Regions from separate parts of the Zea mays genome. Here all the other regions are linked to region 2. The links are chromatin contacts, called in public Hi-C maps. All regions are on one chromosome and are shown on one strand. The core of a region is the stretch at or near the end of the contact, and the rest is flanking DNA. Distances in the headings are between cores, read along the strand shown. Region 1 holds the start of LOC100282654 (protein binding protein). Region 2 has its middle 19 kb from the start of LOC103643872. Region 3 holds the start of LOC103643866 (protein OPAQUE10-like).

Evidence for each region. A called contact is a pair of places that touch in the nucleus more often than the background predicts.
Region 1: a contact with region 2 is called in a Hi-C map of tassel, with 2.0 times the contacts expected there. The contact joins the promoter of LOC100282654 here to the enhancer-like site in region 2. A contact is called at or near these places in 2 of 25 Hi-C or Micro-C datasets (ear and tassel).
Region 3: a Hi-C map of tassel shows a contact between it and region 2, with 3 times the contacts expected there. The contact joins the promoter of LOC103643866 here to the enhancer-like site in region 2. A contact is called at or near these places in 3 of 25 Hi-C or Micro-C datasets (ear, leaf and tassel).

The regions. Positions count from the first base shown.
Region 1 is chr1:272,502,813-272,505,644 of Zm-B73-REFERENCE-NAM-5.0, reverse strand. LOC100282654 (protein binding protein) reads left to right here and starts at 1,367. Exons shown (of 14, transcript NM_001155562.2): 1 at 1,367-1,800; 2 at 2,407-2,497; 3 at 2,604-2,688. The coding sequence starts at 1,667.
Region 2 is chr1:272,016,440-272,019,173 of Zm-B73-REFERENCE-NAM-5.0, reverse strand. No RefSeq gene overlaps it. Among protein-coding and RNA genes, the nearest start is that of LOC103643872, 19 kb to the left of the region's middle. Within about 2 kb of position 1,308, at least 20 of the 20 cell types and tissues checked have an H3K27ac peak or open chromatin away from gene starts, as enhancers often do. A contact at or near this core is called in ear, leaf and tassel, where this site is marked.
Region 3 is chr1:271,548,730-271,551,562 of Zm-B73-REFERENCE-NAM-5.0, reverse strand. LOC103643866 (protein OPAQUE10-like) reads left to right here and starts at 1,294. Exons shown (of 8, transcript NM_001358048.1): 1 at 1,294-1,662. The coding sequence starts at 1,456.

The sequences.
Region 1 (2,832 bases), core at 118-2,617, 490 kb before region 2:
AATTTCTAACTCTAAAATATCACTCAATTAATGGAGGGAGTACACATTTACCAATGTTTTTTTTTTGACTTTCGCATTTACCAATGTTATTACCTGTATATTTTCCCAATTATATTTTGGGACATTTGCAGCTACGGAACGGACCCACCAAATCCGTTGTTGACCTGCGTCTCGGCAGGCCGGCTGCGTCGTCGGCCCGGTCCCCGCGCCGCGGTGCGGGCGATCCTCCGTCTCGGCGAGTCGGTGTAGGGCGGGATGACGGTGGGACGCGGGGCGGGGAGAGGAACGTGGCGGGAGGATCCGAGAGTGTGCCGTGCAAGCAACCGCCAAAACGGGGCCGGACGATGGGGGCCGCGGGCGGAGCCACCAAGTCGCAGAAAAAAATTCTCCTACACTTAGCGCCGTCTAGTTTGATGAACTAAAGATTAGTTATCCATTTTAGTTACATTTAGTCATTAAATTATCAAATTATGAGATTAAAATATGGACTAAATTGTTTTATAATCTAGTCGCTTATGGTATGTTTGGTTGGAGGTATAAGGAGGAATGAAGTGAGCGACCACAATTTTATAGTGTTTGAATGAGAGTCACATGAGAGCAAGCTAAACACCGAAATAATTTTTAGTGACAGCGTGATACCAAAAAATCGAGAGGACGGTATCTGTCCCGCTTCATTCTACTTTAACCTCAAACTAAACACATTAAAGGATGACTAAAAGGGACTAAACTATATAGATTCTACCTTTTGACCTCCTTTATTTCAGTTACACTAACGGCGAGAAAACACTAAGAATATTTAGGTTTTTTTATGATTTATTTAATACATTTTGAATAGTTTTAGTCTATAGAACTATACAGAGTAGATAATAACTTAGTCCCTCAATTAAACCAAAAAGGACCTGATACCGAGCAGAAAAAAAATCCAGCTCGTCGGCTTCTCAGGCTATCCGCAACCGTTACCCCTAAATTTTTCCCCCTATATCACTTTTTCCCCCTATTTTCCCCCCTATTTTTTCATCTCCCGCAGCGGTTCCCCCTAAATACTCCCCCTATACCCCACTACCACTATAAAATATCATTTTCTATATCAACTATCAATTTTTTATCTACTAACAATTACTCGTGGACCCACAGCACAGTGTTTAGGGTGATGAACAGTGACACGCTAGATCTAGGGGAGAGAGAAGGGGACCGACACGTAGGGGGCGCTGTAGGGGGCACCGCTGCGGCCATAGGGTGCCCCCTACGCGCCGCATGCAAGGGGAGAGGGCAGCGTTGCGGTCAGTCTCAAACACCAGGCGCGCGTTGTTGGCCCCCGGGACCCGATCCCTCTCCTTCTCTCCTTCTCTGACCCGACCCGACCAATCCAATCCATCCCCTCTCCATCTCCCATGACCATGAACAGCGGCTCGGCAATATACTACTGCTAGGTTATGCTACTCCATTACGAAAAAGCGCAGAGAGAACGCAGAATGGAATCGTCGCTCTTATCATACTCCATGACTCCATCACTAGACTAGAGAGAGAAACCCTTGTACCCTTTGTTCTGTTTATCCCCCATTTCTCCGAGTCACCCACCCATCGCCGAACTTCGAGTCCAAGGAAGCGGAGCCACCGGAGAAGGGGATATTTGCCTTTCCCGTCGGGGGTCTAGGGAGCAGGAGAGATGCAGCGGCGGCGGGGGCACACGTGGGCGGGGGTGGGGAAGACGGCCCAGGCGGCGTCGGCGCACGCCGCGCTCTTCTGCTTCACTCTCCTCCTCGCGCTCAGGGTCGACGGACGCACCACATACTCCTGGTGGTACGCGCTCTAAACACTAACCTCCCCGTCCCCTCCCACCTGGCTTTCGTCCCTCCCCCTCCGCTTCGATTCGATCTAATTAGTTTTGTTTCAGCGAGGGGAGGGGCTTCGAGTTATTGGACAGCGTTCTGATTTGAGGGGACCGGGGGAGAGCGTCTTTCTTGCGATGCAGATGTAGTTTTGGAATTGGCGGATTCGTATGCTCGTTTTTTTTTGCGTGTTGCGTGCGTTTCAGGGTTGGCTCTTGGCTGCTGGTAGCTGGTGCTGGATAATCTGCTCCGCCGACGTGTAATTCAGCTACATGTCTGGGGCTCAGATGAATGTTGAGAGCTGCTGGTAGTTCTCAATTGATGCTTATCAATGACCCCATCTATAACCGAGCTGATGCTGGCCAGCCGCCGGCATTTCCTCACTTGGTGTTGTGCTAGGATAATAGACAGCAGATTTTATGCCTTTAAGCACTGTTCTGATACGCCAAACGCAACGATAAAACCTTGTAGCTAGAATTAGGTAATACCGAATTATGGATTGCTTTATGACAAATACTATAAGTTGACAATGGTAAAGCCGATACAAATTGCTAATGATGCTACTTTGATCATGTAGGATAATATTCATTCCACTATGGCTCTTTCATGGTATTGTTGCGCGTGGAAGGTTTTCAATGCCTGCCCCTTCATTACCTCATGGCCGTCATGTGAGATTTACAGTGGCTCGTCTATTAAACCTGACCTTTTTACTGTTTGCATTACCATTGCTCATTTTGCATCCAGTTAGCCTGATATGTTTCTTTTTGCTTGCAGTGGGCACCATGTCATTCGATTGTTGCAGCGCCTTTACTAATTGCGTTCGAGCTGCTTCTCTGCATATATCTTGAAAGCATAAGAGGTAGGGTCAGAATCCATTGGGTAACAAAACCTGTCTAGTATGGTCACCATATTGAGATTCCTAGAATAGTTTAATCTGAGACGCATGTTAAGTTTCTCTGTTATGTTAACTTTGTAATCTTAACACTTCTTTTCTTTTGTGTTT
Region 2 (2,734 bases), core at 59-2,558:
TTGTAATGCTGGTCAAATTAACTTCCTAAAGGCTTATTAAGTCGTAGGAAGTTAGCCAGTGCTACAGTCAGAAGTTAGCCAGCTAACTTCCTAGGGGCTACAGTAAGCCGTAGGAAGTTAGTCACGCTGCAGTCAGCCGTAGGAAGTTACTTGTAGGAAGTTAGTCAGCTGACGGCGCTGACGGCGTGAAGCTACTAACTTCTGAGAATCTACTAACTTCCGAGAGGCTTTTTGGCTGTAGGAAGTTAGCTAACTTCCTAGAGGCCTATAGGAAGTTAAGCTAACTTCCGAGAGTTTAGGTAACTTCCTATAGTTTAGACCTAATTTTTTAGGGTTTAGACTCTATGAAGTTTACTATTTTGGTGTAGTGTCACTCACGCCTTAGGTAGCCTACGGGCTACGGTGGTGAGGCCAGCTTGCTAAAGTTCTTGGGTAGACAAAGGTTTTCTCTAGACAAAAGAGGGATCGAAAATATATATATGTTGAGACTTTCAATTCTACTACCATTTCTACGTATAATTTTAGGCTTTTTAGCCTTTAAATGTGGGGAGCAAAAACAGAGGTGAACGGAAGGGAAGAATCAGCGCTGAGCGGCAGCACCTGATCTATGCAAAAGTTGCAAGCCGTTGGGCTGGCGGTCCAAATATTTCCTGCTGCCGCACAGCCGGCGCTAGCCGCGCTCTAGGCTCCGGCGTCCGAGGCCACACAGACACAGTCAACAACACGCGCATGCCTCAGAGCCGCATAGATGGACCGATCGATCGAGTTCTGAACTCCGAAATAACTCGGCGATAGTACAAGGCAACGGTGGCAGTGGCACGCACGGCAACGGCAACCCGATGGAAGGCCTTTATTTGGCACCGGCGTGCACGCCGCGCGCCGAACCACTGTTGGAGCGCCCTGCCGCGAGCATGCAGGTGCAGCGTGCAGCACCTGTGGCATTGCCCTTCCCCGTTGCAGCACAGTGTTCTGCTTGGGTTGCCAGTTGCATTTCTCCATGCCGTCCCCGGTCGGCTTCTCGAGCCCTGTGCATGGATGCAAGCAGGAGCAGCAAGCGGCAGCCGCAGCTCGTCTGCGACCGTGAGCTAGCCTGCAGCAGCGGCCAAGCCAAGGCGGCGGCAGGTTCTTGCTACAGAAGGCTAGAGGCTACTCTTGCCGCACGCTCCAACTACGCCGAGACGTACGTGCGTGTTGTTGTTGCCCGGTCACGTACACGCACTATTTGCTCAGGCCATCTCGTCTGTCCTCCGGCCGCCAGCTAGGAAGCGCCAAGCCGTACGGTGGAGTATATCTCCAAAAGGAATGGTGAATCCGCCGAGCCGGGACTGCGCAAAGGATCGCCAAAGTCGCGTCATCACAGCCGTCGAGGTAGTTGTCGGGTGCGGCCGCGTCAAGCCCTCTCTCAATCCGTATTAATCCCCTCCAATCCATATAGATTAAAAATAACCGAACAGGCCTTTAATAGAAGATAATAGAAGAGCTATGTGCAGCGCCTGATGTGCTGTGCACGCCGGACGGGATGGCGATCCACTTGTTGCAGTGCTTCTCGCTCGTGCGTTGAACTGAACGCACGCACTGCCGGCGCCGAGGCGCGAGGACCTGTGAGATGCATGTTGTTGTGCAGGGGACGAAGTTTTCGAGAGCGTGTCGTGAATCACGCAGATCGGCTTGCAGTGCTCAGTTGCGCACCTACTATTGAACTGTAGTACTACCAGCTGATAGTTGCAACGCTGCACATTGAAGGTGGGCGTAATTTGCCGGAAGATGGACCACATGGGCTGTGCCACTGGCCCAGCGGGCTGACATAGCCCATCCCAACGTTTGAGTCAAATAGCTCACCTAGCGCAAGGTCAATAATTACTCAGTCGTCGAAAATATAAGTCCAATGTGTATCGTACTATCGTGCCGAAGCCAGACTATCATGCTTCATCACATGGAAGTGTAATTAAGAGGAGAGAGAAACTTTCATGGACATGACTGTAACTTGACGAAATGCGTCAGGCACCGGTGGACAAAAGAATTTAATGAACATGTTTTCTATGATCTGGAACTGAACATAAAAAGTGTTTTTTTCTCGTTGATGGGGTCTCCGAATTATGACGAGTGAATTTGAGTTCTCTTTAGGGCTGAGCATTCGGTTTTATTGGTTATTCGGTGCGGATTATTCGGTGTTAAAAAAAGTTTGGTGCTTGGAAAATGGAAACCAAGCTTTTTGTTTAGAAATAAAAACCGCACAATTTAGTGTTCGGTTTTTCTGGTTTCGTTTTGGTACTACCACAATCACCAAACAAGTAGCAAATTAAAACTACAAACATAAAATTGCCTAAAAAACATATTAATAGTTCATCAACAAGTACTTAATAAAACTGCATAAACAATCTAGTGTCGAATAAGAGTAACTAACTCATAGTTCTTAAAAATTAAAATGATATGAGTCTAGGGTTTAGGACCTTATATGAGTTGTTTGTTGGGCATCAAGGTAGGTTTGCTAAATTTCGGTTTTTGCTGTGCGAATATTGGAAACCGCACCAAACACCAAATAGAGCTAAAATCTAAACCACGCCAAACATCAAAAATCAAATATACCACAAATTTCGGTGTATGGTGTACGGTTCGAACGATGTTTGATAATTTTTTGCCCACCCCTAGTTCTCTTCGCAAAACTCCGCCACAACGCACGTGGATTTTTTGCGCCGCCGCTGCTGAGCGTGGCAGGCTTGGCAATCAAACACAC
Region 3 (2,833 bases), core at 45-2,544, 470 kb after region 2:
TGAGCACTTTTAACATTCTAGCTCGATTCGTTAACCAGCTAGCTCACGAATTAAACGAGCTACCACATTTTAGAAAAAGGAACTATATGCATATTATTTACATAATAATTGATTAACTATATCTATACATTAAATTTGTCTATGCAAATATAACTGTGGGTTAAACTGTTGAACATGTATATTAATTGTGAATTGATGAGTGATGAATTATGTTAATTTGGTATTACATTGACGTGGTCTGTGAAACTATGAGTATAATTATTATTTTCTATTGTTAAATTAGTTTAAAATTAACTAGAAATTGATTATTATATATATATATATATATATATATATATATATATATATATATATATATATATATATATATATATATATATATATATATATATATATATATATATATATATATATATATATATAATCTCTGTCTCACGAGGTAAACGAGCCAACTCGAGCTAATAAACGAGTCGACTCTGTGGCTTGTTAGCTTAACGAGCCAAACCGAGTCAACTTGAACTATGACGAAATATCCAACCGTATCTCCAAGAATGCTTTTTGAAAAAAAAACGCTTCAAAAACTTATTTGGCTTTGTCCCCAATAAAACATGTGTTCGGTAATCGGTATTACCATATGTCACCAGCCTAAATTTATCCTATAGAAGCACCAGTCTAGATTTACGATCGTCTCATTTAACCTGTGAACGCCTTTGGCCATTCTAGTAAGGCAAGGCAGCCCAAGCCACTCCTTGCTAGTCCTGATCGCCTGGGTGGCGGGATGCTTCTCTTTTGTGATTTGAGCGTGGTAGCCAGCCGATGATTTAAATCTATATAGACAAACACACACCGCTCAATAATTTCGTAAGGAACTCGTCTTCTCCTTTCAAGGCGTCGTTGTGTAGCGCAAATGCGCAAAATCCCGTACGCGAGTGCCCCCCGGCCACACGAACCGGATGGCGCATCGGACGCCCACGGTTCGGGCGCGGTCCCTTTCGTCCTGCGTTTTTGTCCGGTTCAGCTCCTGAATGGCTGAATCCCACTCCCGCGAGTCACTCGTGTGCCGCTCGCTGACTGCCCACGTTACGGCCACGCTAGTCCGCGTCGGCGTCGCTGCACCTGCACACGGCAAATGCCGCTTGGCTCGACCCGGAGAATTTACGCGCCCCGCCCTCTGGCCCCTCGGTCTCGGCACCCGCAAACGGGAAAAATCCAATCATGTCCTCGTCGTTCGCCGCGAGAAAAACGCGCCAGTAAATGCGCGCAGGTGCAGCAGCGGCAGCGCCGCGCTCATTCCGGCGCAGCACGCGACACGCGGCTTCTGCCTCGCCTCCACGGCTGCAGCCCGCGCCGCCCACCCCAGGCGCGCGCGCACGCAAACGGCAACGCGTGCTCACGCATCCTCCTCCTCCCGCCGCTGAAGTGGAGTAGCCGAGTAGCAAACTACGGCACACGGCCATGAGCTTGCACGCCGCGCGCGGCGGGCCGCACGAGGATCTGAGCTGGAGCGCCATCGGGCGGCGGGCACCCCGTGACGTGGTGACATTCGGTGATCGAGAAGGAGGCGGCGGGATGAGGAGTGCGCAGCAGGGGCCGGGGGCGGTGCGGGTGGACGAGGCGTCGTCCGCGTCCACCTTCCGTGAGCTCGACGAGGCCTTCCTGCAGGTGAGGTCCGATCCCGAAGCTTTTCTGTTCGGTTGGGGCTCTTGGGGGAACAGGGAGCTAATGGAACAGTGAGTGAGTGTGCTTGCTTGGACCTCCGACCCCCTCGCGGTTTGGTGGAGTGGCTTCCGCCGTGCCTGCTGTTGAGGTGATGGACGCCGTCCTGTATTGGTGCCAGATTATCCAGTGGTTCTTGTCATGAAGGTTCATACGACCCGTTCCCTGTGGCGCTCTTGATTCATCGGGGTTCGCACGCCAGACATCATACCAGAATCCCTTGTCGATGAATTCGATTTTTCTTGCATTACCGAGTAGATAAGATGGCAACATGAACTAAAGAGTCGCCGATTAATTTCTTTGTCGTTACGGTTGCATATGGGTTCAGTTTGGCTGGTTCGTGGTGTCCGGACTCCGGACTTTGTTAGACTGTTGAGTAGAGTACTACTATGGTGCTGTTAAAACTGATGTTTTCCAGATCGATCAGTGGGTAGTAGACTTTCTTTTATAGCTATTTTGCCATTTTTAGTCGTGGTTAATGTCAAAAATGGCATGTGCTTGCTGGACCATTTCTCCGTGTCAACAGAATTAGTAGAATATCACATCGGTGATCCAATCTCTTCCTGACAAAGTTAAGATAAGGGCATGGCAAATGGTCCTTGCTGAGTATAGCTACTTCAATACTACAGGAGACATTGGCCAGTGTAATTTCATTCTCCAAGATGCCTTGGTTTCTCAAAAAAGTATCTGCATTCGTGCATTAAACTCATGTGAGTAAAGATGGCATATACATGCCATTAAATCTGTTAAGTTTTGTTAAAACACAATACAACCTAGTGAGGTATAGCCAATTCAATTGCTATGGTTTATAAATAAGATGCAGTGTATATACAATTATTCCGAGTTACAGCGAAAGAGCTTCTAGCTGAGTTGGCTAGGTGGTCTGAGTAGTACTTCTCAGATCCTGAGTTTAAGTTCCCGTGGGTGCGAATTTAAATCCACTCGTTTGTACCACGACAAAGCACATGAGGTTTTCTCGACCTGTGCGAGAATGTTTTTTTCTTAATACAATGCCCGAGAACTGTATTACTCATATTCTTAGGATGTATAGTGTTTGCTTTCTCCTTTTTGTTGACACTGTCCTTGATTTGGAATGATAAAACATTTTGTTAGTTTT